Regions from separate parts of the Zea mays genome. Here regions 1 and 3 are each linked to region 2. Evidence: chromatin contacts called from public Hi-C data. All regions are on one chromosome and are shown on one strand. Each heading gives the region's core, a stretch centred on a gene start, on an enhancer-like site or on the middle of the called end of the contact. The rest is flanking DNA. Distances are from core to core; before and after follow the strand shown. Region 1 holds the start of LOC541882 (G2-like 1). Region 2 holds the start of LOC100277896. Region 3 holds the start of LOC100284097 (xyloglucan endotransglucosylase/hydrolase protein 1).

Region 1 (2,700 bases), core at 177-2,676, 150 kb before region 2:
GCAAATGTTGGGGCGAAGGCAAAGACGCCACCCTTCGCTCGAGGCCTTCGCTGCAGTCGCTGGTCTGACAGAGACAAAACGGGCAGGGACACCCTTCGCTCGACTCGGCACCAGACGAAGGCCTGCGACGGCGTCATCCCACAGTGCGGCCTCGTCCAGCTCAGAGGCCCACGTGTGATCCGGCCCAGTGTAACGGGCCCTGCGTGGCCGCCGCGTGTTACGGGCCTAATTTGTAAAGGCATCCCTGTAATTACAGTCTGTAACCCTGCTTTATGGGAATATTCTGGGGATAACCTAGGTAGCTCAGGGCACATGCGTCCTTAGCACAAGGCGCTGGGCGCTCAGGTACCTATAAATACCCTCGCACAGTGACCGTGGGAGGCCAGATTAACAGAGCTATTGCCATCTAGCGCGTAACCCTATTAACGTCACTGTTCACCATTGTTGGCCCCCCTTGCGAGTGAGAGCAAGTCCCAACATTATACATCACTCTTGTAGTTTCATAAACTACAAGAGAGACATATAAGTTTTATAAATAAATTTACTTTTATTTTTCCTATAAAGAAATAACCAAAACAAAAATATACATCTCGATGAGTTATACAACTTTATAGTTGAAAACTTTTACAGCTCAATTATTTTTTCTTCAAAATTTGATTTGCATAGTGTAAAAAAAACATTCAGCGAATGATTTCTCTAGCTGTTTGCCGAGTGTTAAAAAACACTCGCCAAAATGTTTCTTTGCTGAGTGTTTTTTAGTCGAGCGTTTTTTGTTTGACAATTAGTAAAGAGTTTTTTTTTTGTTTTGTTGACTGTGGAAAGAAAAACAATAAGCAAATTATTTAACGCTCGGCAAAGGGCCAGAATTGTGAACTATATATACTGCTCCGTCTCGAACTAGGCCATCGGAGCTTCTGCGAGACACTGAGAATCCACGAATCCAGCAGCCTCCATGCATGACCTCCAAGCTCAACGCAGACGTGAAGTTCAGGGCAGCACTCCACGATGTCCCGTTGGGGAAGACCTAATAGGACCGCCAGTAGAAAACGTCACTGTACTAGTACAGTCTCCAGCCGATATACATGCAGCTGAGCCGCTGTCATATCTTGTTCTCTTCCTGTTGTTCGCCACCGTCTCACGAGATCGAGTCCACCTCTCTGCCCAGAGTTGCATCAACGAAAAGAAAAAGGAAAAAAAACCGGCGGTTCCAAAAAAGACTCGGCCACACACAGGCACACGCTCGCTACGAGGCCACAATAATTCGCAGAAGCGACCAAGCTGCACTTGCGCTCGCGGACAAGGCCACCCATCTAAAGGATTCAGAGAGATCTTTGCGAGGCTTGTGGTCGAGATGCCTTCGCCGTTCGCCACAAATACTCCCCGGAGAGCGAGTACTTACTGGCTCGCCATATGGCACCAACAGCAAAACAGCGAAACAGTGCAGAGACAAGCTACAACAACCTACCCTAACAGGCCATTCCTTCCACTGCACTTCATTCGATCCTGAGCTATAGCTGGCTGCCTGAGCTCGCTCCAAGAAGTGTATCTATAGTATAGACACTAGGCTTCGTGTGGCGTGCTCGAGATATGCTTGCAGTGTCGCCGTCGCCGGTGCGGTGTGCCGATGCGGAGGAGTGCGGCGGAGGAGGCGCCAGCAAGGAAATGGAGGAGACCGCCGTCGGGCCTGTGTCCGACTCGGACCTGGATTTCGACTTCACGGTCGACGACATAGACTTCGGGGACTTCTTCCTCAGGCTAGACGACGGGGATGACGCGCTGCCGGGCCTCGAGGTCGACCCTGCCGAGATCGTCTTCGCTGACTTCGAGGCAATCGCCACCGCCGGCGGCGATGGCGGCGTCACGGACCAGGAGGTGCCCAGTGTCCTGCCCTTTGCGGACGCGGCGCACATAGGCGCCGTGGATCCGTGTTGTGGTGTCCTTGGCGAGGACAACGACGCAGCGTGCGCAGACGTGGAAGAAGGGAAAGGGGAGTGCGACCATGCCGACGAGGTAGCAGCCGCCGGTAATAATAATAGCGACTCCGGTGAGGCCGGCTGTGGAGGAGCCTTTGCCGGCGAAAAATCACCGTCGTCGACGGCATCGTCGTCGCAGGAGGCTGAGAGCCGGCGCAAGGTGTCCAAGAAGCACTCCCAAGGGAAGAAGAAAGCAAAGGTACGCAGGGCTACGCATGCAGTATAGGCGTATAGCAATAATTGCAAAGCCCTAAATATATAGCAAAACAAAGCGATGATACCATGCATGTGTGCTCTGCTGACATGTCTTAACTTAACACAGGTGGATTGGACGCCGGAGCTTCACCGGAGATTCGTTCAGGCGGTGGAGGAGCTGGGCATCGACAAGGCGGTGCCGTCCAGGATCCTCGAGATCATGGGGATCGACTCCCTCACGCGGCATAACATAGCCAGCCATCTGCAGGTCCGTGCCGCGACGTACTCCAGCAGCTACTACCAATGTTTCCTTTGTGCTAACCCGCGACCGATTTTGGCTATCTAAATTGGAGCAGAAGTACCGTTCCCACAGGAAGCACATGCTTGCGAGGGAGGTGGAGGCAGCGACGTGGACGACGCACCGGCGGCCGATGTACGCTGCCCCCAGCGGCGCCGTGAAGAGGCCCGACTCTAACGCGTGGACCGTGCCGACCATCGGTTTCCCTCCGCCGGCGGGGACCCCTCCTCGTCC
Region 2 (2,713 bases), core at 93-2,592:
ATTTAAAAATTAAAATAGAATAAAATAGAGAGATTAAAAATTAGTGTGTTGAACACTAACACGGCGGCGTGCACAAATCCAAAGCGGCGCAGATTTCAATGGACGACCTTCGCGCTGGATCCGTCCATCGATGAGGTGGACATTTTTCAGGGAGGGACGTACGGATCAGTCGAGCTCATCTTGCAGGCCGGCCCGGAGTTGTAGTAGCCCTGCCGAGCCGGCTCGTTCTGGCTCATAAGCCGGCTCGTGAGCTATGTCAAATTAACCAATATATAAAATAATGATGGATATTGATAATTTTATACATATCCGATTTGTTCTTTAACTTTTGATGATTGATATATGATAATTTATAATGTAGATTACTTATAATTGTATGATGATTATATATTTCACATTTATATACTATTAAGTTATTATATAATACAATATTATTTATTAAGGTGTAGCTCGCGAATCGAGTCGAGTCGGTTTGTGAGCCGACCTCGAGCCGAGCCTCCTCCTTAAGCTTGTTGAGTGTACGAGCCGAGCAGATCTTGATTCAGTTTATTTCTAGCCCTATTGCAACATGATGAAAACATAATCCCTATCGACCGGATGGAATACCAGAATACCATATCAAAGGCATGACCGGAGAGAGAGGGGGTTGAACCACCATCGTGGCATGCCAAACAACCAAATCCAACATGGATAAAAGCTAAATCGAACAAAGCAGCATGTTACTGACATTTTAATTTGCATAAAACCTGATTTTATTTCTATGCATCAACCCTCTAGCAGCTTATTCATCCTTAGTTTTCATATTTAGTATTTAGTAAGTAAAATGAAATAAAATAGAGGGAAAAATTAGTGTCTTGAAACAAACACTCCGCGGCGGTGCACAGATCCAAAGCGGCGCAGGTTTCAATGCACGGCCTGAGCGCTGGATTCCTCCATCGATGAGGTGGACATTTTTCAGGGAGGGACGTACGGATCACTCGAGCTCATCTTGCAGGCCGGCCCGTAGTTGTAGTAGCCGTGCCGTTACCCCCAGGCCCCAGCGTAGAGATGCACCAGCGCGCGTGCACGCGACCCGCTCAGCAGCCAACGGCCCAACGCCACGCTCCATGGTTGCAGGGCAGAGGGGAGCGGTGCCGGTGAGCCAAATAAAAACGCCGATGCGGGCCGGTACCAGCGCGCGGTGAGGCAATGGACGCCGCTGGATCTGGATCCGTCCGTGGAGCGCCGTCTCAGTAAGTCGCTAGTACCCCACAGGCCACAGGCAGTCTGCCCACCCACCGCCCGCGCCCACCGCCGCTTCATCATAAATCATAAAACCGCTCGCTCGCGGCCGCCGCCAGCACCAAACTTGTGCGTGCCTGCGTCCCCTCCCCTGCGCTGCACACCCACGGCCCACGCCACGGCGCGGCAGAGGAGCAGGGATCACCGATCGAGCGAGGATGGGCAACTGCCAGGCGGCGGAGGCGGCGGCGGCGGTGGTGCAGCACCCGGGCGGCCGCGTCCAGCGCCTGTACTGGGCCACCAGCGCCGCCGAGGTCATGCGCGCCAACCCGGGCCACTACGTGGCGCTCGTGACGCACCGCGCGGGCGCCGGCGACGAGGGGAAGCGGTCCCAGCAGCGGCAGCGGGAGCAGGAGCAGCAGAGGCACGGCGGCGCGCGCGTGACGCGCGTGAAGCTGCTCAAGCCCCGGGACACGCTGGTGCTCGGCCAGGCGTACCGCCTCATCACCGTCGCCGAGGTCGCCAAGGCGCTGCAGGCCAAGAAGGAGGAGAAGACCCGGAAGGCGCAGCAGCAGCAGCTGCTGCTGCTGCAGGTAGCTGAGCCGAAGCACGGGGGCGGGAGCACGGGCTCCGGCGACGAGTCGCAGCCGCAGGAGCAGGTGGCGGATGGCTGCCTTGATCAGGTACTGCTCCGTGATTGCCGTCCAATTCCAAAACAATGTCCAAGTCCAACAAACAACTGACAGCGTCATTACCCGCTTGGCGTTCTGGTCTGAATACTCCTATTAAGTTGCAATTCTACTCCCAGAATTTCTTCTCTGACTGACTGACTGACCGACCAGCGACCAACCACACAGCTCCACTACCAGTTTTACTTCCTGCCACAAATTATGTTTTTGTCTGCTGACTGGTAGTAAATATAAGAGTAGGGTGATAGCCTTTCGGAAGGATAAAGAGGCTGATTATTCCTGTCGATATCTCTATACTTATATCTGCCCCCACCCTCCTGATTATTCTAATACACACCTTTTCCCCGCGCCACTAGCACCCCTACCTAACCCAAACCAATTTAAATCGCAAATGATATCGCTATAAAGTAACCGACGATCAGGATACAAGGAATAATCCGAATAGTTTACTCGGAACATGGTATGCGATGGCCGGGTTTATATGATTTAAGAAGAAGAAAAAAAGAAAAGCAGGCAAACTGTTCTGGGGGCAAGACCAAAGTAGGTGATATATATCATGCATGATAACAACTAGCTTCGTCGCATCTTGCTTTTCCTCACATCACATGGAAAAAATAATGGCAGGGATGGGACGCACCGGGAAATTTTTCAGTTTCCGCCTGATAATCATATGTTTAGGGTTAGTTTGGCCCCCCATTTTTCCATGGGATTTCTAATTTCCCAAAAAAAATGAACTAATTTTCCTTAGAAAAATGAAAAACTCTTGAAAAAATGGGTTTCCCAAACTAGCCCTTAGATAAGTG
Region 3 (2,700 bases), core at 127-2,626, 190 kb after region 2:
GGGTACGGTGGTGCTGTTGAACCTGGCCTTATCGGCGCAGTAATCGTAGTTCATGTAACTCCTCTTCACGTCCTCGTACGCCGCCCGCTGCTCCGCGGTGATGTTCCGGTACTCGGCGGCGTTCCACCATAGGTCGGGCGATTGGCACGCGTCGCTCCCGTTGTTGGCGCAGCCGTCGACGTCGAAGCCCCGGTAGCCGGCGGTGAAGGGGCCCCTGGACCAGTCCACCTTGGTCCGGCCGCCGTCCGTGGCCCAGTCGGAGCCGTCCCACACGCTCGCGCGGATCAGCATCGTCTGCTTCCCCGGGAACGGGTACCCCGGCACGGCGCCCGTCAGGTTCCTCAGCACCCGGACCGGCGTGTCGTCCACGAACATCCTGCGAGCGCGCGAGATGCATGTGTGTCATGCATGTGAAATGTATGGGGATATGATTAAGGATCGGTCGGTCGGTCGGTCGGTCGGAGTAGCTTGTAGCTAGCTTATATATAGTATATATTACACGAGCTGGTATGGGTTCCAGAGGATCTTGTAGTCGTGGAAGTCGGCGGCGGGGTCGAACCAGAGGCGCGTCCGCTGCTCCCTGTCGCCGCGGCCGTCGACGAAGACGTTGGTCTGGAGGGTGATGGGCACGCCGGCCTTGTCGCCCAGGAACTCCAAGTCCACCTCGTCGCGGCTCCCATCCTCCGGCTGCGAGATGAGCTGGAAGAGAGACGTCGAAGATGATGCAGATTCCGTGATCTCGGAGATAGTGACTGATGATGGAGCAAGTACGCACATGCAACAACACATATATATCGGTCGTCGGACTCACGTAGAAGGTCGTGACGACGCCGGCCGTGTACCCGGAGGGCAGCTTCATCCTCATGTGGAAGAACCCTGAGCCGTACGTGGACTTGGACCGGAACCCGGCACCTGCACGCACGCACGCACGCACCATCACTCACGAACGAGTCACGACGACAATTATTTGAAATAAAAAACGCAAAGGTCTCGCTGCCCTTCACGTTGCACACACGCACGTACGTGTACGTACGTACGTACCAGAGCTCTGGTCCATGGTGACATTCGCCTCCGTGCCCCGGACGACAAGGTGATAACCATCTCTACCCCACTGCGCCACGTAGTTGTCGTCGAACGCCGCCTCCGCCGGCGGCGCCGAGGCAGCGACGACGACGACTGCGGCCGCCACCACCAGCAGGCAAACAAGGGGGACGACGCACGGCCGGCTCGGGCTCGCCTTGCAAGCCAACATCGACGACAAGGTCGACGCGGTTCCTCGCGGCGCGGCCTCACCTGTCACGACCTTTTAATTTATAGCTGATATGAGGAGGATCCGGAGCTTGCAGTTGCACTAGCTACGTATGCTGGAAACAAGTGGAATGAAGCTTTGTCTGTCAAGTGTGCTTTGTGTTGTGCACACGCATGGACTACCTTCCCCTCCCCTGTGGGCTGTGGGCTGTGGCCATGCATGGATCCAAATCCATGCATGCATGCACTTGCACAAGTTGTGCAGCCGGCAACTGCATGGCCGGAGAGTCGCTGTGGTGTGTACGTTAGTAGTACGTATATGGAGCCGTTTTCCCGTCATGGGCGACGACAGTGCTTCATCACAAACACACAGCGTCTGCGTGGCTCGATCTTAAATTCCAAAGATATGCATCGATCTCTCGCACCTATCCGCCACAGCCAGTACATGACTTGAACGAAGGAACGACCAAAAAGTGTGATATGTGTGTACGGGCTTCCTAGCTAGCTTTTTTTTTTTCCTGTTTGTCCGATCCCTAGTCGGAGTCAACCAAGTAATTGTTTGTGCTTGTGGACTGTGATCGATTCAGAGCCGTGACAGCGACACGAACGTACTCTCGCGGATGGCTTATTCATCAACCACGGGTCGGTCGATGTAGCTGGCGTAAACTGGCTTATTCAAATAGTAATAATTGCTCACCACCCTCTTCCCACCATCTCAGTCAACCACAGACAGCTAGCATGGGTGATCTTGCATGCAGAGACGCGCGAAATCTTTGTGTGACATTCACAACAGCCTACGACAGGTCTGAGGTTACCAACACCATCCCACATGGATGGCATGAGAATACATTTCAACTTCCGAGGAACACACACCACCACATCAGTGAAGTCCTCCACAAAAAAGAATCAGTTTGCATGTGATGCCCGTCATATCCATTCCATTTTCAACCAATAATACGAATGGTTCAAAACGACACCGACGTTTCCAGCAAAACTTGCATATAGACACCTGATCGAATGGCTAACCTACATAGTAACTAAAAATATTTAACTAACCCACCAAAATTTTCCTATACAAAGGATAAACCATCGCTCTACCGCGCGACCTTATTCTTCAACCTACTCGACAAACAAGCATCGGTCATGTCCTGTGCTAACTGTGTGCACAGGGGAACCGGTACCCCCCTAAAAATAAATGTCTATCTCCCGTTCGGTCATCTCGTACACATGGTCCCGCGCCTCAGAAAGAGCGACCTGCAAGTGGCTCAGAATAAGACATGGATTGGAATTCAATTAAACATGCCTTCATGCATCCATCGATACACTAAAAACGAACTGATCTAACCTGTCCGAATTTCGTGAAGAAGTTGTTTGCGAGATTTAATGACGTGACCGCCAGATCCTCGTTAGCCTTGAGCGCCTGTGCCAATGCGAATGCTCCGTCGTCCTGTC

Evidence for each region. Hi-C and Micro-C count contacts between places; a contact is called where the count stands out from the background.
Region 1: a Hi-C map of ear shows a contact between it and region 2, with 2.9 times the contacts expected there. The contact joins the promoter of LOC541882 here to the promoter of LOC100277896 in region 2. A contact is called at or near these places in 3 of 25 Hi-C or Micro-C datasets (ear, leaf and tassel).
Region 3: a contact with region 2 is called in a Hi-C map of leaf, with 5 times the contacts expected there. The contact joins the promoter of LOC100284097 here to the promoter of LOC100277896 in region 2. A contact is called at or near these places in 2 of 25 Hi-C or Micro-C datasets (bundle sheath and leaf).

What each region holds. Positions count from the first base shown.
Region 1 is chr9:4,109,968-4,112,667 of Zm-B73-REFERENCE-NAM-5.0, reverse strand. It overlaps LOC541882 (G2-like 1), which reads left to right and starts at 1,426. Exons shown (of 6, transcript NM_001111548.1): 1 at 1,426-2,172; 2 at 2,296-2,436; 3 at 2,525-2,700. The coding sequence starts at 1,588.
Region 2 is chr9:3,958,385-3,961,097 of Zm-B73-REFERENCE-NAM-5.0, reverse strand. It overlaps LOC100277896, which reads left to right and starts at 1,342. Exons shown (of 2, transcript NM_001371687.1): 1 at 1,342-1,904. The coding sequence starts at 1,440.
Region 3 is chr9:3,766,918-3,769,617 of Zm-B73-REFERENCE-NAM-5.0, reverse strand. LOC100284097 (xyloglucan endotransglucosylase/hydrolase protein 1) reads right to left here and starts at 1,376. Exons shown (of 4, transcript NM_001366610.1): 1 at 1,042-1,376; 2 at 812-912; 3 at 500-699; 4 at 1-376. The coding sequence starts at 1,252. It overlaps LOC103637804 (NLR family CARD domain-containing protein 3), which reads right to left. Exons shown (of 17, transcript XR_004852519.1): 16 at 2,594-2,695; 17 at 2,060-2,502.